Regions from separate parts of the Mus musculus genome. Here regions 2, 3, 4 and 5 are each linked to region 1. A link is a contact called in public HiChIP or PLAC-seq and promoter capture Hi-C data. All regions are on one chromosome and are shown on one strand. The core of a region is the stretch at or near the end of the contact, and the rest is flanking DNA. Distances in the headings are between cores, read along the strand shown.

The links. Promoter capture Hi-C pulls out the DNA fragments that hold promoters and counts their contacts. HiChIP or PLAC-seq counts read pairs in DNA pulled down with a chosen protein or histone mark.
Region 2: a promoter capture Hi-C map of hippocampal neurons shows a contact between it and region 1, with 2.7 times the contacts expected there. The contact joins the promoter of Serpina3n here to the promoter of Ddx24 in region 1. A contact is called at or near these places in 6 of 39 promoter capture datasets (the 3T3-L1 cell line, 3T3-L1-derived adipocytes, embryonic stem cells and 3 more), 1 of 484 Hi-C or Micro-C datasets (cortical neurons) and 3 of 115 datasets of contacts at active chromatin or transcription factors (embryonic stem cells, forebrain and neural tube).
Region 3: a contact with region 1 is called in a promoter capture Hi-C map of pre-B cells, with 2.8 times the contacts expected there. The contact joins the promoter of Golga5 here to the promoter of Ddx24 in region 1. A contact is called at or near these places in 3 of 39 promoter capture datasets (liver and pre-B cells) and 1 of 115 datasets of contacts at active chromatin or transcription factors (astrocytes).
Region 4: a contact with region 1 is called in an H3K4me3 HiChIP or PLAC-seq map of bone marrow-derived macrophages, with 4 times the contacts expected there. The contact joins the promoter of Serpina3f here to the promoter of Ddx24 in region 1.
Region 5: an H3K4me3 HiChIP or PLAC-seq map of bone marrow-derived macrophages shows a contact between it and region 1, with 5 times the contacts expected there. The contact joins the promoter of Btbd7 here to the promoter of Ddx24 in region 1. A contact is called at or near these places in 4 of 39 promoter capture datasets (the C10 cell line, embryonic stem cells and pre-B cells), 3 of 484 Hi-C or Micro-C datasets (CD4 T cells and the G1E-ER4 cell line), 2 of 115 datasets of contacts at active chromatin or transcription factors (bone marrow-derived macrophages and memory CD8 T cells) and 2 of 9 other capture datasets (adipose tissue and macrophages).

Annotation. Positions count from the first base shown.
Region 1 is chr12:103,423,380-103,428,776 of GRCm38.p6, forward strand. Ddx24 (DEAD box helicase 24) reads right to left here and starts at 2,468. Exons shown (of 9, transcript NM_020494.4): 1 at 2,400-2,468; 2 at 493-1,218. The coding sequence starts at 1,213.
Region 2 is chr12:104,404,266-104,409,662 of GRCm38.p6, forward strand. It overlaps Serpina3n (serine (or cysteine) peptidase inhibitor, clade A, member 3N), which reads left to right and starts at 2,443. Exons shown (of 5, transcript NM_009252.2): 1 at 2,443-2,530; 2 at 4,389-5,042. The coding sequence starts at 4,406.
Region 3 is chr12:102,466,342-102,471,738 of GRCm38.p6, forward strand. Golga5 (golgi autoantigen, golgin subfamily a, 5) reads left to right here and starts at 2,793. Exons shown (of 13, transcript NM_001199004.1): 1 at 2,793-3,022. Gm30198 (a long non-coding RNA gene) reads left to right here. Exons shown (of 3, transcript XR_381856.1): 3 at 821-1,535.
Region 4 is chr12:104,211,446-104,216,842 of GRCm38.p6, forward strand. It overlaps Serpina3f (serine (or cysteine) peptidase inhibitor, clade A, member 3F), which reads left to right and starts at 3,099. Exons shown (of 6, transcript NM_001168294.1): 1 at 3,099-3,175; 2 at 3,690-3,901.
Region 5 is chr12:102,875,445-102,880,841 of GRCm38.p6, forward strand. It overlaps Btbd7 (BTB (POZ) domain containing 7), which reads right to left and starts at 2,998. Exons shown (of 11, transcript NM_001377026.1): 1 at 2,772-2,998.

The DNA.
Region 1 (5,397 bases), core at 1,218-3,717:
TAAATATTTTTTTAAAAAGTTTTTACAAATGTTCTTATTGTATGTATTCAGGTATGTATGCTTTTGTCTGTTAATAAAGGCAAATTACAGTGATTTTCAGAATGAAAACTAAACGTTCCTGAGAAATAGTGAGCTTGATCTCTGTGTGTTTATAGATTACTGCATTGGTCATGTGCAAATATGAATAGTCATCTGTAGTTTTCTTGTAATGTTGTCTGGTGTTGGAATTAACTAACACTGGTCTCAATAACTTTTGAACCTGACACAGTCCAGCAATGCAGACATGAAGTAGTGACCTCACATAGACCTCAGAGATAGAAAGAGGGTACCAGAGTCAAGTGGGGCAGATTTCAGCCCAGAGCTGGATGTTTGCAACACATGGCTTTTGTGGTCACATTCCCAACAATCCCCTCTCCCAGTTTCTCAGCCTATGGACAACCAAGGACTGAATCCAGAAACTCTCATACCTGGGACAGACAGAACAGCCCTTACCTGTCTCAGCAGCTCCAAGGATGTCCAGTTTGTCACGGATGGCAGGGGCCAAAGTCAGAGCCTGGATTGGGGTAGGTGCAGAGAAGCCTAAGAAGCTGAGAGCGCGCAGAACAGCCTTGGGCACAAACAGGTCCCTCCAGGCAGACACATCTGCCTTCTGGTCGTGCACCTCAGCCATCCATGTCTTCTTCGATTTTTTGGGCAATTTGGGGGAAGTGCTCTGAAAAGTATCCAATTTTTTTTTCCCTTTGTTTTTCTTCTTTCTTGGAGCAGCCTGGGCCAGGCTTTCTGATTTGGCTCCTCCGACCTTTTGATCAGAACAAGCAGTGACTTCTCCCTGAGCCTCTGGCTCGGACGCTTTGACTTCATACTCATTCTGGGCAGCAGCGCCTTCGGCAGCTCGTGCCGCATCTCTCTGCTTCTTCAACTTGATCTTTTTCTTTGGGGAGCTGGACTGTCCTTCCTCCTCTTCTTCCTCTTCTGAAACAGCCTGGGCCTTTCTCTTCTTTGTCTCCTCACTTGAGAACAAACGGGAGGGATTCTTGACTAAACGGTAATCTGTCAGCTCTTCAAAGCACACCAGGTCATCCATCTGTCCATCTGCAAACAGATTCGGGTCGATCGTCACTTGCTTCCATTTCCCCACAATCTTGATGCCCTTCCTCTGGAACGTGCCACGGCTTGCCAACTTTGGCTTTGAGTTTGTCTCCTTCACCTTCATGGTTGCTGAAAAGAAATGTTCTTCTGGGTTAGTGACTGTGGGGTACAGGCTCTAGGGCAACACACGCTTTCCTAAAACGTACTAGACCCTGCAAACAGCCAAGGACACAGAGATGGCTTAACTTACATAGAGGAGATGCTCAAATCCAGAAAATGAAACACACCCACAGAATAGGTAGTTTGGCTTGGAGCAGAGGGGACACAGGCAGTAAAGGACACATGAGCTATCTCTGGTTAGGATCCTAGCTCCAACACTTACTTTGTATGCAACCCCCACCCACCCACCTCCTCTCAGAATTTAGTGTTACAATCTTTCTAAATGAGAAGGGTGTGATAATATCTAATAATAACTAATTTTACACTGTACACAAAATAAGTATCAAAAGAGGCTTGATAAGCCATTTTGAACACGGAGTAAGAATCTGAGATACGGCGTGCTTTTTTCCCTGGTAGAACAAGACAAGTGCCATTTCCATCATCTTGGCCTTGGCCAGATAGGTTGAAACACGTCAAGTCCTAGGTTCCACCCCCCCTAGCACTGCGTAAAACCGTACATAGCCGGTATCCTGCCCTCAGGAATGGAGATGGAAGATCAGGAGCTCAAAGCCAGCCTTGGCTACACAAGACCCTGTCTTTAAAGTCTGAGTATGCACGACTCATCTGTGTGGAAGTGGCGCTACATGGGTCCTCTCTAAATGAAAAGGGACATTGTGGAGAGAGTAAGGCAAAACTCGATTCAAATCTGGATCCTGCTCGGTGTTTGCTGCACATCTCTGTGCCTCAGTCTCCTTATCTACAAATTGAGGATAATGAGATATTTATCGCACTGGGTCCTCATCTGAATACGAAATAGTGACGCACGTCAAAAACCGCTTAACATGGCGTCTGTGAGGATGGCATGGGACGCACGGCGACCCCCCGACCCCCGCCGCACCTCGGCCCCACCTTGACAAGGTGAAGGGAACGTCACTAGAAATAGGGCGCGGGGGAGTGACCTGTGCCTTCTGCCAGAGTCCCACGAGGGCTTCAAGGGAGGTTGCCGGGCCTTGATGCCCACAGCAAAGCATGAGCCACCGGCAACCAAGGTTGTGGGGACACCGGTGAGCCACGATGCTTCGAAGACACCGGGGAGCCCCTCCGCAGCCGGCCAGGGCCTGCTCCGCTCCGAACCCACAAAGAGCACTCACCGCCGCAGTCACCTCACACGCCGGGCCGTTTGCGCCAACCCGACCCGGAACTGCAGCAGCTTCAGTACTGCAGTTCCGGGGCGGAGCTCCGGGCACGCGTGCGCGCTAAGGAAGGAAGTTCCGCCTCTGTGCGGAAGCGTCTATCTGATTGGCACTCTCTCAGGACTTTGGCTGGAACTCGGAGGACTGAGCTGGGGGGCGGGCCCTGTGTGGCCTAGGTTACGCTTCCTGTTTATGGTTTAGGCAATGTTTCGGAGCTCCTTCCTGGACGCTAGGGAGCGCAAGCGCCCGGGTAATCGCTGTCTGGTTTGTGTGCAGTAGCTGTCCCACATGCATGAGTAACTGACTACCTGGAGCCTTAAAACATTTCCTTACCTAATTTATAAACCACCTAACCCTGGGTTGAAAGAGCCATGTTCTCCAGTTCGTAGTGCCTTTCCTACTGCACAGAGCTGGTCACGATACATTTGCCTGTTTAGTTTGATTGTTTTTTGATGTTTGTGCTGGAGATTTAAACTAGTCTTAGAGGCTGTATAGATGGCTCAGAGGTTAAGAGCACTGACTGCTCTTCCAGAGGTCCTGAGTTCAATTCCCAGCAACCACATGGTGGCTCACAACCATCTATAATAGGATCCAATGTATTCTTCTAGTGTGTCTGAAGACAGCTGCAATGTACTCATATAAATTAAAAAAATAAATAAACTAGTCTTCCATGCATATGGAAGCACGCTTCCCACTGAGCCATCTCCGAAGACCTGAAAATGTATTCTTTTATATCTTAACTTAGATCAGTTTTTTTTTTTCCGTGTCAGCATTATGAGATACACACCTAACACTGAATTAGATAACAGAGTGTTGTCATTGGCAAGGGACTTTCACCAAGACGCCAAAAGGATAGACAAGAGCAAAAAGAGATGCATGAAATTTTTATGAAAACAAAAATGCTTCCGCACACCACCCTGAATAGAGAGGGGAAAAAAGGCGGGCTGGAGAGTTGGCTCAGTGGTTACAAGCACAGACTGCTCTTCCGAGGGATCTGTGTTCAGTTCCCAGCACCCATATAGCAACTCACAACCATCCATAATTCCTGACCAGAGGATCTGATGCCCCCTTCTGGCCTCAGTGGGTGCTGCAAACACGTGGTGCACAGACATACACCTAAAAACGTAAAAGAGATATCTTGTTAAAAAGAATAAAGGAGGGGCTGGTGAGATGGCTCAGCAGGTAGCGCACTGACTGCTCATCCTAAGGTCCTGAGTTCAAATTCAAGCAGCCACATGGTGGCCCACAAACACTGGTAATGAGATCTGACGCCTGCTTCTGGCATGTCTGAAGACAGCCACAGTGTACTTATTTATAATAATAAACCTTTGGGAGGGAGCAAGCAAAGCAAGGGGAGTTGACCAGAGCAAGCAGGAGTCCTAAAAAAAATTCAATTCCTAACAACCACATGAAAGCTCACAAACAATTGTACAGCTAAGTGTACTCATATACATGAAATAAAATAAATCTTTTTTAAAAAAGAGTAAAGGAAATCCTACAAACTACACATCTGAATGTGGTTAATAAAGCAGGAAATACAGAATTCAGAAACTCAATTGTAAAAGGATATGCTTACAAAATGGGCAATAAACCAAAATAAGCATTTCTTAAAAGGTACAAGAAAAAAATGCTCAGGGAGCCACTAGTCAATTGGATAATGCAAACTAGAGCCACAGGTAGACATGGCCTCACTGCAGTGAGAATGTTACAGGGAACAAAGCCTGGCTCATTGTTGTGGGCTATAACTAAGTACAGCCATCATGGAAATTCCTGAAGAATGAAGAACTAGAATGACCATCTGCTCAGAAGGTATGTGAAGCAAGTGAAGTCTGTCAAGGAGACACCTGAATCAAACACTTCAAAAAAACCAAGCAATGGACAGATCCATCAGCCAATGAGTGGATACAGAAATTGTGGCACTCAAGCAGTGTAGAATACTATTTGGTCACAAAAAGAATGAAATCCTCTGCTAGAATATGTGGATACAACCATAGACCATGATGTTAGTCTAATAAGGTCAGGTAGAAAAATGATACTGTGTTAGTTAGGGTTCTCTAGCATCACAGAACTTATGGGTAGTCTCTATATAGTAAGGAAATTTGTTAGTGACTTACATAGTCCAACTCCCTAACAATGGTCAGCAGCAGCTATGAATGGAAATCCAAGGATCTAGCAGTTGCTTAGACCCACAAGGCAAGCAGGCAAAGAGAAAACCAGTCATCAACAGGTCTCCAACAGAAGGTGTGGCCCAGATTAAAGGTGTGTGCTACCATGCCTTTAATCCCAGATGACCTTGAACTCAGAGATCTCCCTGTCTTAAGATTCTGGAATTCATAGCCACTATGCCTCAAGATCTCCATGCCAAGATCCAGGACAGAAACTTGTATCTCCCAGTCTCCTTATTAGGATCACAGGTGAGTCTTCCAATTAATTCTGAATTGTAGTTCATTGTAGATAGAGTCAAGTTGACAACCAGGAATAGCCACTACATGGTACTGAACTTGTGTGAACCCTAGCATAGTACTGGACTCCTGTGGACCCTGATATAGTACTGGATTCGAGGGTACCCTAACATGGTACTGGACTCGTGTGGCCCCTGACAATGTTGATAACACACTGTACCGTGGTTACAGAGGTCAGGGACAGGAGAGGATGAGGACAGAAGGGGGCAGGTACTTAGTTGGAACCAGAAGTGAGAGGTTCCAGTATGGACTGCACCACAGGGTATCTACAGATAATAAAGAGTCACTCACTTTATTTTCAAAACATCACTAAAACAGAGTTTTTATATTTACCCTTAATAATGGTAAATGTTTCAGGTCCTAGGCATGAATGCCTAATAGGAACATAATACAGTCTGCATGAATATCACCACACCACGAGGGACACTGCAAATGTGTATAGTTGTGGTTTTTATGTATCCACTACAATAAGCTATTTTCATTTTTCGTGTGTA
Region 2 (5,397 bases), core at 1,193-3,692, 980 kb after region 1:
TTTTCCTGTTTTGCTCTCATTTTAAATTACAAGGACTTAGCACGGGACAAAAATGATTTTATTCTACAACTACAAACAAAAACCTCAACCTGCACAGGACAAACAGAAATCCATCCCTAACTCTCTTACCTAAATACAGAAACTTTAACCTACAAAGAATATACAACAATATACAAGGTATCTTATTCCTCATTTAGTCTCAAACTAGTTGGCTCTCAGTCCTCTCCTACCTGAGAAGAGGGGTTCTTTTTTTTTTTTTTTTAGAAATACATCTTTCTTTTAAAGATTCATTTATTTTATGTATATGAGTACATTATCACTATTTTCAAACAAACCAGAACTGGGCATTGAATCCCAATACAGATGGTTAATAGCCACCATGTGGTTGCTGAGAATTGAACTCTGGACCTCTGGAAGAGGAGCCAGCATTCTTAGCCACTGAGCCTTCACTTCCAGCCCAAGAGGGGTTCTTGAATGCTGCTTCAAAGCAGCAGAGTGAGGGACAGCATGGTATAAGGTCATCTACATACAGGTTTAACCTGCTGGGGTGTGGGGGGGGGGGGCGGGGGCGGGTTGAGAGAAAGGAAGTCAGTGGCCAGAGCCTGGTTGAAGTAATGGGGACTAAATCAGATCCCCTAGGGCAGATAGTCCAAGTAAGATGAAGTGTTGTTACCTGGGTGTGAAGGAATGATAAAGTATCCTTAGTATACAGTAAAGAAAGAAGTAGAGGAAGAGAGTGAGAAAGTCTACTATGAGGGTTAGGCACCACTGCAAGGGATAGGAAGAATGCTATGCTGATGATGCTGAGGTCCTGAGCATGGGATAGGAAAGATGCTGTGCCAGTGATGCTGAGGTCCTGAGCATGGGATAGGAAGGATGTTGTGCCAGTGATGCTGAGGTCCTGAGCATGGGATAGGAATGATGCTGTGCTGATGATGCTGAGGTCCTGAGCATGGGATAGGAAGGATGTTGTGCCAGTGATGCTGAGGTCCTGAGCATGGGATAGGAATGATGCTGTGCTGATGATGCTGAGGTCCTGAGCATGGGATAGGAAGGATGTTGTGCCAGTGATGCTGAGGTCCTGAGCATGGGATAGGAAGGATGCTGTGCTGATGATGCTGAGGTCCTGAGCATGGGATAGGAAGGATGCTGTGCTGATGATGCTGAGGTCCTGAGCATGGAATAGGAAAGATGCTGTGCTGATGATGCTGAGGTCCTGAGCATGGAATAGGAAGGATGCTGTGCTGATGATGCTGAGGTCCTGAGCATGGGATAGGAAGGATGCTGTTCTGATGATGCTGAGGTCCTGAGCATTGCCAGTAAAAGACTTTGGGATGGGCAAGGCAAGGGTGATACAGGCTAAAAGAGTGCGCTTGAGAGCACCTTAATAAGCAGCTGCTGTATGAGAGGTTTTAAGCCTTGTACAAAGTGATACAGGGGTAAAGGTAGGGTCCTGAAGTAGGATCTTAATGGGGGTGCTGATGTGACCGCTCTAAAAGAGGAACAGTATCCTATGCTTTGGGGTCAATGAGGGAATGTGGAAGAGGATACATTAAAGCATTAGTAGGTGTCAGTAGACAAAGAGGCTCTTTAGAGTTTAGGAGAGGGAAAATACTAGAGGGAGCTGGATGAGCATAAAAAGTGTAAAAGAGGGGCTGGAGAGATGGCTCAGTGGTTAAACACACTCACTGCTCTTCCATGGGTCCTGAGTTCAATTCCCAGCAACCACATGGTGGCTCACAACCATCTGTAATGGGATCTGATGCCCTCTTCTGCTGTTTCTGAAAACAGCTGCAGTGTACTCATATAAATAAAATAAATCTTTTTATAAAGAAGGAGGAGGAAGAGGAGAAAGAGGAGGAGGAGGAGGAGAAGTGTGAAAGGAAAAGTGTGATTTGGCCATGATATTCCTACCCGACAGAAAGGTTGGGAAATGTGGCATAAAGAGGCAAAGACAAGTCTCTATTTAGGATATGGCCATTCCTGACAGGACAGATATAGATGTAGACAGCTTCTGTCAGCATCAAGCATGTGTTTATTAATATGTAAGTTTCCCTAGAGAAACTGGAAGGACAGACAGAGTTGCTCTGTTCTTTCCTAAATGATTTAGACAGTCCAAAACAAATGTTAGCTGCAGCCTTCCAGGAGACAAGGAGGGCTGTGCACTTTCCTTTTGCTTCTGACTTCTCCCCCTTTCCACATCGACTCTGAAGCATTTCATAAACAGAAGACTTGTCCAGTACAGCAGTGGGCTTGTGTAGAACAGAGGTGGGGCTTTTCCCATCAGGAAGGAGTTCTGATAGAGGCTACAAATCCATGTTACCAGAAATCATCCAGTCTGTTCATTTCCAGTCTGAGCACAGAGCACAGCTTGTCCATGCCAGCATTTCCTAAGAGGAGGGAGGAGCCCTTGATGGGAATAAATAGGCTTTAATGTGCACTGGGGACAACATGCCAGGCAAGCGGCAACCCTGAACATCGGGAGTCAGCTATCACAGAGGCTGGCAGCTGGCTGGTTTCAGCTCTGTAGGTAAAGCCCAGGATTCCTTGACTCCAGGGACAGAGAAGGAACCTTCCCAGGACTGTGCGGTACTGGCTACTGCCTGCAACCTGTGTTTGTGGGGGTGGGGCAAGGGCTTTGGCTGAGATACTGGCTTACAATCAGGGAACCTTTCTTGGGTTCATAAAATCTTCTCTCCGGTCAGTTTCTCTTCCCTGTGGAAGATACAGATGCTGTGGTCTCTGCTCGTGGAGAGTAAATGGAGCCTGCTTCTCTGACTCCAAGGGGGGGGGGAGGTTTAGAGACATGTCTAGCTTGCATGCTGCAGTCATAGCTAGGGTGAGACCGGACTGTTGCAGAGTCACTGTTGGGGAGGTGGCAGCTCTGCCTTGCTCACATCACAGAAGAGATGCCTGGGGGGTTGGGACTCCACTTCCCTCTTAGATACCAGATCCCCTAGGCAAGCAGAGGGGCTTCCCCCTCAACTAGGGAAGCAAAGATGGCTCAGTCACTGAGCCACGTCTCCTGCTGTATGAACCGAGCAGCCTCTTTTCTCTGGAAATATTTTTGGTGCAAAATATTGTTTAGTGCTTTTCCAAAGAAATGGTTGCATCGGACTGAAAATAAAATCAGCCAAGTTGCTTAAGTCCCTGGCTCATCTGCAGACACGTCACAGCCATTTATTTGCACAAGTGGCTAGCACCAACACTCCTCTGGGCCTTCCAATTCTCTCCTCTCCTCTCCATCTTCCCTCGGCTCCATCCTCCTTTCCCTGACCCCCCTCCTTCTACCTCCATGTTCCTCTTTCTTCTACTTTTCACTCCTTTCTTTCTCCAAACTCCTGCTTTCCCCCTTCTCTTCTTCCTCTATCCCTGTTCATTTACCATCCACCTTCACCTTTGGACACCTGTACAAATGGCCAGAGACTAAAGGTAAGATTGCAGGCGTTCAACTATAGTCCATTAGGATGCCTGTGGTCCCCACTCCAGGTGGATATAGAGGAGATGGACCCCTAGACATTCCAGACAACCACTTCCAATGCCCACAACAAGCCAGCCACTTACCAATAATGTAACCTGGACCCCTCACCAAGCTACACAGAAAGGTCCACCTATTTGCTTTTACCACACAGCCATCCTGACAGCCAACATGAGATCTGGTCCAGGTGTCAGAGACTGATACCGCTCATTCTTCTTCTCACCAGGAAGCCTTCCAAGCCTGAGGTACAAACAACCATGTGGTTCCCAGGCAGGGCAGATAGAACCTTCCCATACTGACCCCACTAATGGCCTGTTCTCAGAAGTTTCAAGGCTTTGGCTCTGCACCGGGTGTCTCCAGTGCTTCTTCTCAATTGACATCCACACTCCCAGAAACATGCTCTGGATTCAGGCCACGGTTTTGAGATTTGGTAGACTTGTCACCAAAAGGCAAAGATAGACCCTGTGCTCATTTCTGCTTCAAGGCTGCTGAGGTCTGCCTACCAGGAATGACAGGCGGGAACTTTGAGGAAGGGAACTATTGCAAAGGAAGAGGAATCCCTGCCTTCTAATGGGTCCGTTGCCATGAGAGAAAGAGAGAAGACCCTGGGGAGACAGGGCTTACACCCCTCCCCAGCTCCTATTTGGCCTGCTCTTTGAACCCTGGCATAGCCCTTTAACTCTCTTGAGTATTTGATTCTCTGTTAGGAAAACTGGCTTCTGCAGCAGCACTTCCTCCGTGATAGTAGGGAACACATGGTGTCATCCGAGTGGCCAGAGCACCTCCCATGTGCAACCACAGAGGCAGGAAGGGCAGTAGAGCAGGGCACAATGACAGGCAGGTGGGAGAACTAAGAGATGGTCAGAGCACCAGCTGGTCCTCCCAGACTCAAAGGATGTTTTCCTTTCAGACTGCAGAACACAGAAGATGGCCTTCATTGCAGCTCTGGGGCTCTTGATGGCTGGGATCTGCCCTGCTGTCCTCTGCTTCCCAGATGGCACGTTGGGAATGGATGCTGCAGTCCAAGAAGACCATGACAATGGGACACAACTGGACAGTCTCACATTGGCCTCCATCAACACTGACTTTGCCTTCAGCCTCTACAAGGAGCTGGTTTTGAAGAATCCAGATAAAAATATTGTCTTCTCCCCACTTAGCATCTCAGCGGCCTTGGCCGTCATGTCCCTGGGAGCAAAGGGCAACACCCTGGAAGAGATTCTAGAAGGTCTCAAGTTCAATCTTACAGAGACCTCTGAGGCAGACATCCACCAGGGCTTTGGGCACCTCCTACAGAGGCTCAACCAGCCAAAGGACCAGGTACAGATCAGCACGGGTAGTGCCCTGTTTATTGAAAAGCGCCAGCAGATCCTGACAGAATTCCAGGAGAAGGCAAGGGCTCTGTACCAGGCTGAGGCCTTCACAGCAGACTTCCAGCAGCCTCGTCAGGCCAAAAAGCTCATCAATGACTATGTGAGGAAACAGACCCAGGGGATGATCAAGGAACTGGTCTCAGACCTGGATAAAAGGACATTGATGGTGCTGGTGAATTATATCTACTTTAAAGGTGAGCGTGGTCACTGCCTGGGGAGTGGAGGGAAGGAGTCTTGGCTGGGTACCTGTATCAATAGGATGACAACTCAATAGGAGGTGCTCTAAGTCTTGTAGGCATAGGTGCCTAGCTTCTTATTACCCAAAGGCCTTACTTTTCTTCTAGTATTTTTTTTTTTGAAATGGTATGGTTCATGGCATGTAGTCAACATAAACCCTAATCTGTCCATCTAAGAGGGCTGACCTGGGCTGTGACTTAGCCTTAGTTACCAACAGAACACCATAGCCCACACATCCAGTTCTACCTGCATGTTCAGAAGCCATGGCTACTCCCTACAGAGATGGATTCCCTCAGGCATTTCAAACATGTT
Region 3 (5,397 bases), core at 1,543-4,042, 960 kb before region 1:
TCATGTACACAAGTGGAATTCTGTATTTATTTTCTTCAGAGATGACTGGGTTTCTTGGATATACATATTAATGTTTTCATCAAACTTGGGGAGTTTGGGACTATTATTTTCTGTGATATTTTCCTCTCCATCACTCTCTCCTTTTAGATGGGGACATCTTTATTAACTTCTCTGTCCCTTGCTGTGATCAAATAGCTGACAAGAAGCAACTCAAGGGAAGAGTTTATTTTGCTCAACGTTTCATGACCTGTATCCATTTGAGGGGTTCTGTTGCTGTGGTAAACACCACAACCAAAGGCAACTTGGGAGGAAAGTGTTTGTTTCAGCTGACAGGTTACAGTCTCGTGTATCCCAGGCTGGCCTTGAACTTGTCACGTAGCTGAACATGTCTATGATTTCTTATCCTTTGTCCTCAATCTCCCAAGTGGTAGGATTATAGGCATACACCATCAGGCCCAAATTATGCAGTGTTTGTGATCAAACTCAGTGCTTCATACCTATAACTCAAGCACACTATCATCTGAGCTACAGCCCCAGTCCTCAAAATACTTTTTGGCAGCCTGTCCACGGCCAATATTTTCATTGAGGAAGATTTGATTCTGTCTCAACTTCTTACAGCAAGAGAAAAATAACTTGTTTGCATTTACACCTTACTGCATTTTGTGCTTTATCTGTAAAATAGGGTGATGTATTAGGTTTCATTAGTTAGGCTGTGGAAAAGCCAGTCTTAAATCTCACTAGCCCGTAACTGCAAAGAACTATTTCTAACTGACCACATGTTAGATGTGGACTATTTACTGCTTCATTTTCTTCCTTTCAGGACTCAGTCTAGCAGAATAACCCTAGCTTGGAGCTGCTCTCTCTCAAGAAGAAAAAGAACTGGAGGAAACACACCATTGCCTAACTCTGAACGTTTAGGCTTGTATATAGTTAGGCCTGTCTACATTCCAGCAGTGAATGGTAGATCATATGATCAAACTGTCATCAGTGGAGCTGGAAAGGATATCTCCATCTTGGGATGTAGGACAGTCACCTAGCAACCACTGATGATAAATAGCCCTTAACAGGAAGAACAGCTTAGTTAGAATTAGTTGAGAACTGCAATGCCAGTTACCACACAATAAGAGCAAGACACTCCTTACGGCATTGTGAGAATGGAGCCGCTCAAGGATCCTGAAACTGTTCTCCACTTAAGAAGGGCTCTAAGATCACAGCAACAGTGATTTTCGGCTTCTGCTGGGAGTTAGTCTCACTACTGAGTTGGATTAAACCTGACTTAATAGGAAGAAAATGGCTTGTAGTTATTCCCCATATTCAATGCAGAGACAATAAAAATTTGAGTCTAGGGGCACAGACTTTGGAGTGAGATGGACACCTCCCTTTTAAGGACAGATAATATTGGAACCAGATTATTTAACATCTCTGAGTCTTAGTTTCCTCAATGCCCAAACGCACTTACTTGAGAATTTACCATAGGCTTTTCAGTTGGCGAAATTAGCCTGGTCCTGTTTACCCAGTAGATGTAGCCTTCAGTGAATTATTGAACACAGATTTTCTTTTTAAAAACCCATTTCAAAAAGTCTGTGAGCTGTATGCAAAATATAACTATAGCACTATTGAATAATAGTCTCAGTTCAAGTTATCTTTTCTACAAGGAACCCTCACAAACTGACTTATTTTCCTACCTCGGGATACTTCTCCCTGTTTCTCTTGGTTTACAAAAGGCTCTGAACTATTGTTGATTCATTAGTTTAGGCAAAATCCATCTCTGTCACTTGAAAGCAGGTTCTTTTTAAAAAATTGTATTCTTTTATTTTTTTTCTTATACTATTTTATGTATTTACATTCCAAATGTTGCCCCCCTTACTGGTCCCCCCTTCCCGAGTTCTTCACCCCATCCCTTTAAATTGTATTCTTTTTTTCTTTTAAAGATTTATTTCATTTATATGAGTACACTGTAGCTGCCCTCAGGCACACCAGGAGAGGGCACCAGATCCCATCCCATTACAGTTGGTTGTGAGCCATTGACCTCAGGACCTCTGGAAGAGCAAGCAGCCAGTGCTCTTAACCACTGAGCCACCTCTCCAGCCCTTGTATTTTTTTTTTAATTGGATATTTTTTTTGTTTACATTTCAAATGTTATCCCCTTTCCCAGTTTTTTTAAAATTAGGTATTTTTCTCATTTACATTTCCAATGCTATCCCAAAAAGTCCCCCATACCCTCCCACCCACTCCCACTTTTTGGCCCTGGCGTTCCCTTGTACTGGGCATATAAAGTTTGCAAGTCCAATGGGCCTCTCTTTCCAGTGATGGCCGACTAGGCCATCTTTTGATACATATGCAGCTAGAGTCAAGAGCTCCGGGGTACTGTTAGTTCATAATGTTGTTCCACAGCCCTTGTATTTTTAATTTGTGTGTGTGTGTGTGTGTGTGTGTGTGTGTGTGTGTGCTTTGTGAATGAACTCAGAACTCAGAACTCAGGCCGTTAGTCCTGGCTATTTATCTATGTACTCTATTTACTGAACCATCCCACAGGCCCAGGGATTAGACAGTTCCAGTCTCTGCCTCGAAATCCTCACGTGTAAAACTTTTGAAAGGGAGGAGGAGCTCAGAGGCCTGGGCCGGCTCATGCCCCGCCCAGTTTGGCTTGGGCCCGCCCCTGTGGTGCTCGGGACCCTGCCCCCCGTTGTGGGCGTGCTCCGCAATGTTGTGGAGGCCGCGTGCCGGCGGCGTTACGTCACACGCACGCTGGCGCGGCACCCGGTTCGGCGGCAGACGGAAGGGGGCGTGGCCTGGCGCTAGGGCCCCGCGGCCGCCGGCGCCGCCGCCTGAGTGACCTGCTAGGCGGCCGGCGGCGCTCAGCTTCCGGCCACTCAGGCAGCTCGTTGGCCACTCTGTTTTGAGGTCCTCGCCGCCCTTCCACGTCTCCCGGAAGAGCTAGCCGGCAGGTCCGGGAGCAGCGGGCTGCTGTGGCGGCCCGGGCGGGCGACGAGGCCGCGGTGCTGCCGCTCGGCGTCCTCAGGTGAGGCGCGACCAGGCCGCGGGCGGGACGGCTTGGCCTGCGGGACCCGGTCTCCGCCTTTCCCGAGCGCTGTCGTGCTCGTCTTCGCTCAGGGACAAGGAAGGGGATGCCAGAGCCCCGTAGCCTCCGGATACCGAGGCTGACCCGCCCTCCACCCCGACTCTGCTCTGGGGACCCAGTACGATGTGTTCTCGCCTCTCGGGGACCCGTGGTCACACCGCCGGGCCTGACCCCTGACCCCCGCCTCTGTGTGACATCTGACCTTCCCGGTGGCTTTGCACCACGGGAAGTCCCCTCTTGGAGTCTGTCACTGAGATAAGAGCTCAGGTTTAGTGTCTACGATCCACGTGAAAGATATGTTTTAAAGCCCCGTTAACTTTCAGATGGGAGGCAAGACATTAATTGTCTTCAGGCTTTTTTTTATTAGGAGAGCTACTTTTCTCTCGCTCATCACTAATTTTTACATCGAGCTTGTGTAACGTTTTATAAGTCAGAAGGCATGTTACATTCCTTTTTCATTTGGTTTCTCATAAATTGAAATACACACTTAAATGGGTTTCCTAAAGAGTGTGTTGAAACAGTTAACTTCCGACGAGGTTAGAGCGGAGAGGTTAAAAGGTGGGTTTACCTCTAGGTTGACCTAGATTCCAGTGTCTGAGGTGCCATCGAAGTTCCAGGATCTTTCTAAGCCATATCCATCTTTATTTGTTTCTAAAGGACTTTACAGTTTGCCATATAATGTAGCTGAGCATTATGTTACTATATTATTTTTATTATTTTATTTTTATATTATATTATTTTTAGTGATAGTGTTTGCACAACACTTGACATATAAGGATGAATTACTTCAGTAGTGTTTCTAGGAGTGCCTGTGTGTGGGCTAGAATTGGAATTTATCATTGAGCAAACCAGGCATTGTGTGTATCCACCCACTCCCCCTTCCCCAGCAGGGAGAGACATGTTTTAAAACAACAGTTGCAACAACCTGAAGCAGTGTAAGGCAAAAGAAGGGCATGCACACAGAATAAAAAGACCTAGCATAGAAGGGAAGGAAAGACAACTCTGATGCCAATTTAGTGAAGAAAGCCCAAGATCTAATAGTTCCAAGCCAAAGGGACACTGACCACATTCAACCAACACTGTTGACTTTGTAGTTTACTTCATTCTACAGCTTAAAGGTTAATTTTACTTCGTGGCCTTGACTTTGGCACCTGGAAGTTTTTTCCATGTGTTGGTTAAATAGATAATTTATACAGTCATTTTTTTAAAAAAAAAATTGAACTCAGCTGGACATGCACATGGTAGGTACTAAATATTTAAATTACTGAAAATTTACTTTAGACCTATATATGCTGCATACATAAATCACAGGAGTGCTTCACTGTTAGTTTTGTTTGTTACTGTTTTTTCAAGATAGGATTTCCCTCTGTATCCCCTGGCTGTCCTGAAACTCACTCTGTAGACCGGGATAGCATCAAATTCAAAGATCCACCTGCCTCTGCCTCCCAAGTGCTGGGAATAAAGGCCTGTGCCACCACCACCTAGCAGGAGTGCTTCACTTTAACAGTAGTAACTTTGTGATAATCAAGTGGGGTTTCTTGGTTTGTTTTGTTTTGTTTTTCTGTTTTCTTTTTTTTTTTTCCAAGTTCAGCCCTTTGAAACAAATTTCAGAGGCTTTTTATTTGGTTGTGCTGGAATTTTGCCAAGCATTTTTTTTTTTCTGTTTGAATCCTGTATGAGTTTGTTATGACACCCATGAAAAAGTATCATAGGCCAGAGGGATTAACAGTAGAAATTGACTTTTCTCACAGTTCTAAGGCCACAATAAAGGTATTGGCTAGGTTGACTTGTTTATATTATTATTATTTTACTTACTAGTTGTGTGTGCACTTGTAAATGTGGGCATATTTGTGACCAGAGGACAATTTTCTTGGGGCTTCTGCCTCATTCATCAGTAGGTTCTGTGGTTTGAATTCAGACTGTCAAGCTTCAGGGCTAGGGCTTTTACCTGCTCAGCTGTCTGAAGGCTGACTTCTGAGGATTTCCTTTTGCCTTAGAGCTAGCTGTCTTCTCTCCTGCTTTTACATGGTCTCTCTTTATGACTATTTGTGTATATATCTCTTCTAATAATAGACATCAGTTTAAATTACATCTTTAAAGTCTGTGTTTCTTTTTTCTTTTTTAGATTTATTTTATGTATATGAGTACACTGTTGTTGTCTTCAGACATACCAGAAGAGGGCATCGAATTCCCATTACAGGTGGTTGTGAGCCACCATGTGGTTGCTGGGATTTGAACTCAGAACCTCTGGAAGAGCAGCAGTCAGTGCTCTTAACCACTGAGCCATTTCTGTAGCCCAAAGACCCTGTTTCTAT
Region 4 (5,397 bases), core at 1,849-4,348, 790 kb after region 1:
TGGTTCCAGAAGGTTGAGAGTAAGCAGATCATGCAATACAGAGTGAAGGATTCCTTCTGCATGATAGGGTTATGGCATGTGTGGAGAGCTTTTTGGGGCCCATTGGCAGGAATCTGACTTTGGGCCAGGACAAGAAAGTAAGCTCACACAGGAATCTAATTTTCGGCTAGAACAAAGAAGTAGGCTACAGGCAAGAATATGAGTTTGAGCTAGGATAGGGAAATAGGCTCAGATATCTTGGTCATCCTGATAAGCCCTTAGAAACAGTGATCACAGACAGACTTGATGTACTGCCTTGCTTGTTCCTTGACTATTTCTGTTTATTGTACTGCTTGACCTTATTGCTTACATGTAATTAATATGGAATAAGAGCAGATTGGGAAAAATAAACCCACCTGAGAGCCTCAGAAGTGGCTGGGGACATGCTAAAATGTTGTCTAATTTTCTTTTTTTCTTTTTAAACCTCACTCCTGCCCTGGAGTACCTATATACTGACTGAGCTGGCTTGGTCAGAACTGTCTCCGTGAGAGTGGAGGAATCACATGGATCTTTTTAAATGAGTACAGACTCAGGGAGTGGAGCCAAAGACAAGTTCAGGCTCCACTGTAGATTTTCTTGGGATGATTCAGAGGGAAAATAAAAGACTTGGTTAGTGCCCAGGGATGGGATGTGTCCTGTATATCAAAGCTGAGGAACCCACCAGACTTTGGTCCAATAGGCTCCAGGAGTCCAGAAAGACAGAGAAAGCAGGCTAAAGTGATCCAATGAGGAGACAGACACAGAGTATACAGCTACTAAATTAAATAGTAGGAGTGGACAGACATACAGACAGGGTATGAAGAGACATTAATTCATTTTTCTATCGCTATGATGAAACACCATGACCAATAAGCAAGTTGAGAAGGAAAGGGTTCTGACGCTTATACTTCTACAACAACATTCATCACTGAAGGAAATCGGGGAGGAAGCCAAGCAAGGCAGAATCCTGGAGGCAGGAGCCCGTGCAGGACCATGCAGAGCTGCTGCTTACTGCCTTGCTTCACATGGCTTCCTCTGCCTCCTTCCTTACAGACCCAGACTCATGAGTCCAGGGATGGCACCATGCACAATTGGCTGAGCACACTCCATCAATCAGTATGAAAATGCTCTGCAAACTGAGACACAGGTTCAAATGACAACTGAGATTCCTTCCTGTCAGATGACCACACTTTGTTTCAAGTTGACATGAATCTAGCCTGCACAGTGGAAAGGAAAGAGCTGGAATGACCAACTCTAAAATTTGATGTTGAATGTGGTGGATAACTGGAGCCAGCAGAATTCAGCAGAAACACCCAGGAGTCTCAAAAGTGACACTTAAGTTAGGGTGGATAGGACCGTGTGAAAAGTGCCCAGTGTTCTTTCCCTGGTTTCACAACCAAATGTAAGCAAAGAGGCAGTGAAGACATTAAACTAAAGTCTGTAGATAGGAAGAAGATCTTATTGGGAATAAAATTGGCAGGCCCTCTTACTCCCCCTCCCCCACCTTCCCCCCCTCCCCCTCTCCCTCCCCTCTCTCCCTCTACCTTCTCCCCTCTCCCTCTACCTTCTCCTCTCTCCCTCTACACTCTCCCCTCACCCCTTTCCCCTCTCCTCCACTCTCCCTTCTCCCTTCTGCTCTCCCTTTCTCCCTCCTCCTCTCCTCCCAGTCCCACCTCTCCCCCCACTCCTCCCTCCTCCCCCCACCCCCCCATTTCATGCCTGCAGGCACAGAGAAGAAGCAACATCTGAAAGAAGAAAAAAGATTTGATATGACAGCAGTATAGGGTGCTTTGAGATGATTCAGGCTGTCTGCATGGAATAGAAACTAGGTCCCTTGCCTGAAGTCGCTGATATTTATGGGAATATTAAGGTTCTTCCTGGCGAACAGGAATAAACCATAGACCATCTTCTTTCCTGGTGTGTGTAGAGCCAACTTGAGGCTTTCCTTAGGCATCAAGAATCCTCCCTGTTAGGACCTGCACTTCCATTTGGGGGACTGCAGCTATGAACCGAACACATGCTGCTGAGAACTCACCCTACTGTTGACACAAAATCCACAGCTATGATCCTAAAGAGAGTAAGGGATACTTCATTCTAAAGCCAGTTTGCATGACAATTGTCAGAGAACACAGATTTTCATCACTCAAATTCCTTGTTCCAATGAGGAATCATCTCTACAAAATCATTATAGCTTTACAAAAGAAAGAAAGTCACAAACCTGGGCAAGTTTAGGAGACATGGGCGGATACCTGAGAGAGGCAGCTGCATCAGCATCAGCATGGGGAAAGCTGCTCTCTAGACTCAAGGCATCATCTGCTGCCATGCTTAGCTCTTGGGGTGCAGCTAGCTGGTTGCTAAGTTAATAGATCCTATTGTCACAGATGGCAGTTCTGACACACAGGCAGGCAATGCATGGGTGTTCCATAGAGGTAGAACTTAGCACAAGATAAGGTGATAATGAGCCTCTGTCAGGACCTGCCATGCTCCAATCTCTCTAGAGAACTCAAATTCCCATTAGCCAGTCAGTCTCTGCAGACAAAGACTCTTTTCAGATTTCTTCCACTGTCAGACACAGGCAGCTGCCCTTCAGAAGTCAGTTAGCCAAGCAGTGCAAAGCACATCTCTGTTTATTATGTACCCATTCTAGCATGACAGGACACTTATATAGAAGCAGGCTAAAGCCTGTCAGCATTGCAGAATGTGTGCCTCCAGCATGGACATAGAATTGTTTTCTCTTACAAAGCCCAGGATAAGTGTTAGCTTTAACTCTCCTGGGGACTTGTGGTCTGTGCTTGTGCCCGGTCTTTTTGCCTTCATTACACATCCCTCTCCCACAGTCTCCTTTCAACATTAAAAAAGCAGAAACCACACCAGGACACCCTCTACCATGTTTATTTATAACAGTTAGGGGATTGCCCAGCAGGAAATGATTTTGCAAGCTAAAACCTATCAGTTCTATTTCCTAGAAATCACCCATTTCCCATCAGAACCCAGAGCACAGCTTGTATACATCACCATTTCCTAAGATGTGGGACCAGTCCTTGGTGGAAATAAATAGTTCAGCAAACAGTGGAGAGAACAGCAGACCAGGAAGGCAGCAGCCCTGCCCACCAGGAGCCAGCTACCACAGACACTGGCCTTTGCTCCAGCTCTGCAGGTAAGGCGTGATACTTTCTCTCTGGTGAACAGAAGGAGTCTTCACTGGGTTTGTGGTATTGTCTATGACCTAAGGTTTTGTTTTGGGGGGGGTGAGGATTTTTATCTGGGGCAGTAGATTGGACTCCAGGAACATTTCTGCAGTGCATGAAAATCTTCACTCTTATCTGGGTCTTTATGGCTATGGAAGCTGCAGGTGCCATGAGCGATGCTCCTGGAAAGCAAATGGAGCCTGCACCTTCTGACCCTCCACAGGTCCATACTGAGACCTTGCTAATTCAGGTGCTGATGTAGAAGCCAGGAGGGGACAGTATTGTTACAGAGTCCCTCAGCAGATTGAGAACCACTGCTATGCTCATATCAGACTGCAGAGGCCTTATGTTCAGGGACACCACTTCCCTTGGAAATTCCATGGAAAGGAAACCAGGGCCACACTCTCTCCTAGACAGGTATAATATAGTAAGAACCCGGAAATCCCACCTACTTGCCCAGTGATTGGTGTCTTTATTCATTAGAAGGTTTACAGCAGTCACCTGAGTCCTTCCAGAAGACCCCTCTTGGAAGAGAAGAATTAGCACTAAAATACAAACAGCACCAGGACCATCCACAACAGAACTGAGCTGTCAAAGCCATTGGCAAGATCTTAAAAACTAAAGAAGAGAAGGGAAGAACAAGCTCTAGGAAAATGAGAGTGGAGGAAAAGACAGCAGCTTCCAAACAATGAGCAGTAAGTGTCTGATATTTTCATTTTTCATTCTCAGCACTATAAACAGAGATGAACTAAAGGCCCTGGTTAGTTGATAATTCAGTGGTTTTTGTGGTTTCTTGATAAGACAGGTATAATATAGATAAGACAACTACTCAGCTGCTGACTCAATTCTACTGCTCCACCAACAGACTAGCCTGTGTTCTGTGGAGATAATCTTGAAATAAAGTACTATCCGATGCTTTTCCAAAGAAATGGTTGCCTCAGTTTGACAAACAGTAAAGGTGGCTGAAGACCCTGGCTCCTCTGCAGACATGTCAGTGCCCTGGGGACATGAGGCAAAGCTCCAACACCTTCCTCCCCTGCTCTCCTTTCTCCAACATCTCCCAGTCTCTTATCCCCTCCATCTTCTCTTAGCTCCTTCATCCTGTCCCCTCATCCTCCCATCATACAGCCCATCTACCTTCCACTTCCACATTCCTTCTTCTCCTGTCCCATTGTCCTCTCCGTTCCCCACTCCTCCCCCTCCCCATCCCACTCCTAAGGTATCTGCATTTCCTCTGATCTCTCCTACAGTCTGCAGAGGCTGAAAAGGGGCAGCTGTCTTCAGAAAGATCACAAACCATCACTTGTAGGGTTTCATGGTACCTGTGACTCCCAGGACAGGTGTGTATAGAGGAGATGGCCCTTTGGACATTTGTCACATCTACTCCCATGTTGAAGATATTATATATTACAGATATTATTGATAATTATGTAACATGGTCCTCTTGACAGATTGCCCACAGAAGTTTACCCATCTGCTTGCTACCACACAGACATCCAGAAAGCCAGAATAAAATATTGTCCAGGTTTGAGAGATTCAGGCTCCACTCACTTTTCTTCCCACCGTTTTTCAATGAGATATAAACTACCAGGTGGTACCTTGGCTTGAGTTAAAGAACCTTCCACTATTGGTCCTTTTAATAGGTACCTGTTCTCAGAGGTCCCAAGGCTCTGACACTGAGCCAGATAATTATAGTGTTTTTTCCAAATTGACATCCCCACTCCAAGAAACATGCTCTAGATCCACCTCACTGCCATGAGATTTCTTAAACAGGTCACCTGGAGGTTGGGCTGGGTCCTGTCCTGCCTAACTGGTCTAAGATTCTTTCCCTGAGTCCAGACTAAGGGGAGGTGATGAGGTGTTGGCACACAATTGCAAAGGAAGATGGTTCCTGCCTCCCAGTAAGTCCTTATGCCAATGTCAGAAAAGGAGAGGAGACAGAGGCTGGTGCACAATCCCGCATTCTTCACTTCCTTTCGTGGCAGTCACTTCATTTCTCTGGATAATGGTTCTCTATTAGGAAAGTGGCTACATTAACAACAGGTCCTCCATAGGTAAAGGAAGCAGGGCACAGGCTGATGTCATTACAGAGGCAAGAGCATCTCCTATGAAGGTTACAGAGGTAACCAAACATAAAACAGGCCAGATAAGAGAACTAGGAGATGGTCAGCACAACACTAACTAACATAAA
Region 5 (5,397 bases), core at 1,748-4,247, 550 kb before region 1:
CTCCAATGCACAAAAAGTAAAAATAAATAAATTACACACATGCACACAATTTAAAAACTAATTCAGCAGATAGCAATGGAAATGACTGTACACCAGTGTAAACAGGTACAGAACTGTACAATTTTCAACAGTTAAGATAGTAAATTGAATTACTTATATTTACCTCAGTAAGTGTCCAGACAGACACACATGTACCTGCTAGGTAATCCTTCTTACTGACTTTCCCTTACCTAGCTCAGAGGTAGAACATCCCTGGATTTGATTTTCAGCACTACAAAAAAATATTTTGAGATAAACTTTGTTGTGTGTGTGTGGCTGCACAAATTTGTAATCTTAGCATCTGGGGAGAAGAGGAACGATCCTAGTGTAAGATACCATCTCTGAGTCAGGTAATAAAATGACTAGCTACTGTCTTCTTAGCTCATTTTATTCTTGCTTTATTTTAACTCAACCTGTGGATGACAGCTTATAATAAGCACCTTCAAAGGTTTGTTATAACTTGCATAAAAGACAAATCCAAATTTCAATTTAGCATTCAAATCCTTCTACAGAGTCAGCCTTCTGGCTACCTAATGTCCCTCATGTAAAATATTCTCCTGAGAGGAGAAACTCTTGCTCCCTTTGTCTCCCTCTATCCCCTTTCCCTAGCACTAAACTCCAATTTATACACTTGCTTTTTTTTCAACCCCACCCCCTCACCCAGGTCACAAAGTAACTGCTCCAATCTCTCTGTAAATATAAACACTCATTGGCCAGTTGACATTCCAAGTGTCCCAGGAAGTTATTTAAACTCCCAAGGCCCGGTTATAACTCCCTCTACCCTGAACTCCCACAGCATTCTCTATATTAGTAGAACTCACTACATTGGCTTCTAGACTCATGTGAGTGCATCTTTTTCCAATAAGAACCTTGAGGCAAAGTCTACTATATATTACATTTCTTGACTCCTACCCCTTAGGTCTGGAATAATGAAAACACAGAGCAGACCTTCAATAAGTGTACATAACCTGAGTACTGTGAGTAAAATATGAAAACATAATCACTTGATTCTATCATATTTCTGAAAGTTGACCTGTGACACATTATATACAAAATTCTGAAGCCCAAATAAAGGAGAGAAGGGGACTAGGCAGCATAACCTGGAAAAGCAATGTTTTAAATCTTAAGGTTAGAGCCAGATACAAAGAACTTGAGACGCTAATCTTAATCATGTTGGGACAGAGAACACTAATAGGAGTTAGGTTTTACAGAACTACAGAAAGAACGAACCCACGCAAGAATGAGCCAGGCTATAATTTGATGAAAATATAGTTATGGACCTAAGAAAACTTCAAGTGAAATGTTACTAAATTTTATTAAATATGGTGTTGGGTGGGCTGGCCTCTTTAGCAGCTATTTTGAGGTAGCTGCGAGGGTCACAGAGAGATACTCGTTTCTGTGTTCAACTTTACTGTGCAACGGCCTAGGGATTGAGCTGAGCAGCGGTGGTGAAAGCTACCCACAAACAGTAGTGCTGGAGTGGAGTGAAAAGAGCTCTTCCTCACCTGCAGAAGCCGAGATCCTAGTTTAGGTCTCACCCCTCCCCAGCTACATGACCCACAGAATCGCACCTTTCCGCGTCCAATTCCCCCACTTTAGAACACGCCCAATCTCTAAAGGTGTTCCTGACTCCAAAATTCCAAGACCAGTCGAATCACAGCTGCTATGAAGAATGTACGGTTCATATAACTTCAAGTCTTTCTTCCAGACTTACAAAGAAGACAATGTGAGTAATGGGTGAGCCATAGACGCTACGCAGAGACAAAAGATAACGTCTGCTGGAAAAGCTAATTTATCTGCAAAAAACGCTTCTTCCTTGCTCCGTCACTGTAAGAAGCTTGAGCCGAGGGGCCAGTGCCCTGGGCCAGAGAACCGAGACTGCTCTGCAAATTCGGCCTACTCCAGAGTACTTATTATGTGTGCTGGTATGGGAGAGGCGCTGTGGTGGTTCAAAGCGGATACAACACTCCTCGGAGTTTCTCCGAAGACGGCGAGAAAGTTCTCACCCTGGAGTGTGAGCGAGAGCGAGAGTGTGAGTGCGTGGAAGGGAGAAACAGCAGAGCAGGAGGGAAGGTAGGCACGCCTTTCGCCAAGTCCTCCCGGGAGCTAAGCTAGCTTAGCCTCCGCGGCTCCAGCCGAAGCTCCGCTCCGTATTGTCTCCCCCACCTACCTGTCAAAGCTCAACGCCAGTCTCGGTCCTCCCAGAGCACTCACTCCGGGACGCTTTCACTTCGCCCGCGGGGAGTGGTCCTCCCCAGGCCTGCTCCCCCCTCCCCCCCAAGCTCCGGCCCTCCCCAGCGGCCTCACGCCCACCCCGCAGCCCGTAAACAGGAGTCCGCGCCGGGTGTGGGTTCCCGAGCGCAGGGTGCGGCGGGTCCCGCCCCTCGCAGCCCGGCGCTAGGGGCTCGTCCCGGCGGCCACCCGGGCGGGGGTGGGGGAGCCGCGCGCCCTCCGGCCCTGAGCGCCGCGCCTCGGTCACGGCCCGCTCGGCGGCGCGCTGTCCGGCCCGCCCCTCAGGGCGCGGGGACCGGGAGGCCCCCGTCCCGCGCCGCCGCCGGCGCGCTGGGCCCTAGACGGCCGAGCTGGCCAGCGCCTCGGCAACCCCGCGGCGTCCGGGCCTCGGCCGAGGCGCCACCACGCCCAACCACCGCCCCTGCCGGCAGCCGGACGTCCCGGGCCGCGCGGGGCCGGCGAGACGGCTCCTCAAGCCTCGGACACCGAGGGACACTCACCTCGGAGGCTCCTCCCGCCGCGACTGCTGCTGGGACCGCTGCCGTCGCCTCCGCCGCCGCCGCCCCCAGCGCCGTCGTCCGCACTGGCGCCAGCCCCCGCGGCCATTCTCCTCCAGCCGCCGCCGCCGCCCTCCCCTCTCCTGTCAGTGGCTTAGGCTCCGGGACCACTCCAGGTTCCCCCCGTCGCCATTTTGACTCCGACAGGGAGCAGGAGGGGCTCGCCTCGCGCGGCCCTGGCGCGCCTGCGCCGCTCTGCGGAGCCGGACGGCCCCGCCCGCCCCCGCTGTCGGCTCGCCCACGTCACGTGACCCGACGTCGGCGCGCCGGCTTGGGGAGGAGGGGCAGGCTAGGGAGGCGCGTTCCCAGGGGCTCAGGCCAAGAGGCGAGTGCGCGCGCATTCTTCTGGCTCTGCCTGCCCGAGGGAGGTGCGAAGGGGCGCGGGGTACTTGTTGCAGCATCCTGCACAGCTCCGGGAATTGTAGCTTGTTATTCTTTGTATCTAAATGGAATAATCATCGCTATGCAGGGGAAGGCCAGTTCCACTGTTTCGTTTCCTCTGGGCAGCCGCCACCCACCGGGTGTTGGCATAAAATGCTTGCCTCAAAAAGAACTGCGATCCGGAGGAAAATTCCTTCCTGGCCGACTTTGCGTTTCTGTGGCTTCTTTTTTGTTAAGAATTTCTAAAACTATTTTGTCTTCTTGGTACTTTTATATGTAGTACTTTGCTAGTTACCTAGTATTTGAGAAAAAAAAGATACTGAAAAGTTTCAGTAACAAAGAACTAGGCTGATGGAATTCACAGTGCCCCCCATGGGAGAGCCAGATCTCTTCCATAAACAGCCCTTGTTTGTGATTTTGCCATAATTACAGCGAGGCAGTAACAAAAACGGCTTACATTTATGGAGTGCCCTACAGTTTTCAAAACACAGTTAAATACATGGTTTCTGTCTGGATGCCAAAACTGCCCTTTGAGGTAGCTGGGACCCGCGTTATTATCACTGTTTTACAGCTAGGGAAGCGGGCAAGCCAAGCCAAGAATCCAGGCAGTGTCCTTCAGGAATTTGCGTTTTCCGTCTTTCCCTAGTCTTTCCTGTTACATTTCTTTTTTTGATAGTGTTAGATTAATTTTTTATGTGTATGAATGTTTTGCCTGAATGTATGTGCGCCACATGGGTGCCCACAGATCCCCTGAACTAGAGTCACAGATGGTGGTATAGTCACCATGTGGGTGCTGGGAATCGAGCCCAGGCCCTCTGCAAAAGCAACAGGTGCTTTAAATCACTGTTCCATGTTTTGGGCCTCTTTATGGTCATTTTAAAAAGGACTTCTGAATAAAAAGCTCCTGTCCTTAGTTCCTCAATAAATTAACTCGATTTAACCTAATCAATTAAAGATTTAACCAGCCCTTAACACTTATTTACTTTCTCAATGGATTGGGGTATGGGAGGGGAAAAGTATTTGTATTGAGACCCATATGTAGCCTAGGCTAAACTTTGGCTTGCTGAAATTGACCTTGAACTGTTCCTAGTTCCACCTAAAGCACTGGGATTACAAGGGTGTGTATCATCAGGCCCATCAATCCACTTTGCTTGATGACCGACTTCGTTCAGTTGACTGTGTGCAACATTGCTGATATATGGGTCATGATAGTCAAGTTAGAGCTTGTGGAACTTGGTCCAATAAATGTACCCTTTTCCACTTCTCTGGGAGATGGATTTGAAATTTGCTTTTGAGGTTCCATGCCCTTGGCTCTCTATGAATAAAAACTGTGTTTTGCAAGTCTGTTTTTTTTCTTCTTCTTCTTTTTTCCTGGTTGGTGGTATGTTGTATACAGGTTTAGATAAGTTTCAAAGGATAGAAGCAATGAAATTTTGTCATGGGTTTGGCTTCTGTAGGTTTTTTTTTTTTTTTCCTGTTTTGTGGTAAAAAGGGTTCCAGCCCCTTCTTTTTCTTTTCTTTTCTTTTCTTTTCTTTTCTTTTTTCTTTTCTTTTCTTTTTTTCTTTTCTTTTCCTTCCCTTTCTTCTTTCCTTCCTTCCTTCCTTCCTTTCTCTCTCTCTCTCTCTCTCTTCTTTCTTTTTTGTTTAATTGAATATGTGGGGGGTGTGTGTGTGTGTGTGTGTGTGTGTGTGGTTGTGCAGGACAGAGGACAAACTCAGGAGTCAGTCTTACCCTTTCCCTTTGAGGTAAGTCACTTTTTATTTCTGTCCAGCTGGCCTGTGAGCTCTCTGTCTCCCATCTCTCCGAAGTAGCACCGAGATTATAGATGAAGAGACTGTGTGCAGCTTTCCACGGGTTCTGGAGGTCTCATTCAATTGCATGGCAAGCACTATACCCCTATCTTCCTAGTCTCTGTAAAAGAAAATTTGAGCTTTCTTGTTTTAGTGATTTGGTATTCAGTTAAAGGGCATAAATTGTTTCTGTCAACTTCTAATAGAAGAACTGTTATTTCTTTGAATATTTTCCTGACCTTTTAAAAACATTTTAAAGTATATTGTATTTTCCCTATTGAATTATTAACTGCTTTCTTTCAAAAAGGAGTTCCTCTTGGATTTATTAGTTTACCGTTTCCTGGTGCAGCATGCAGGCTGCCCCTATTCTAATTCCTGAAGGTCTGTCAATTATATC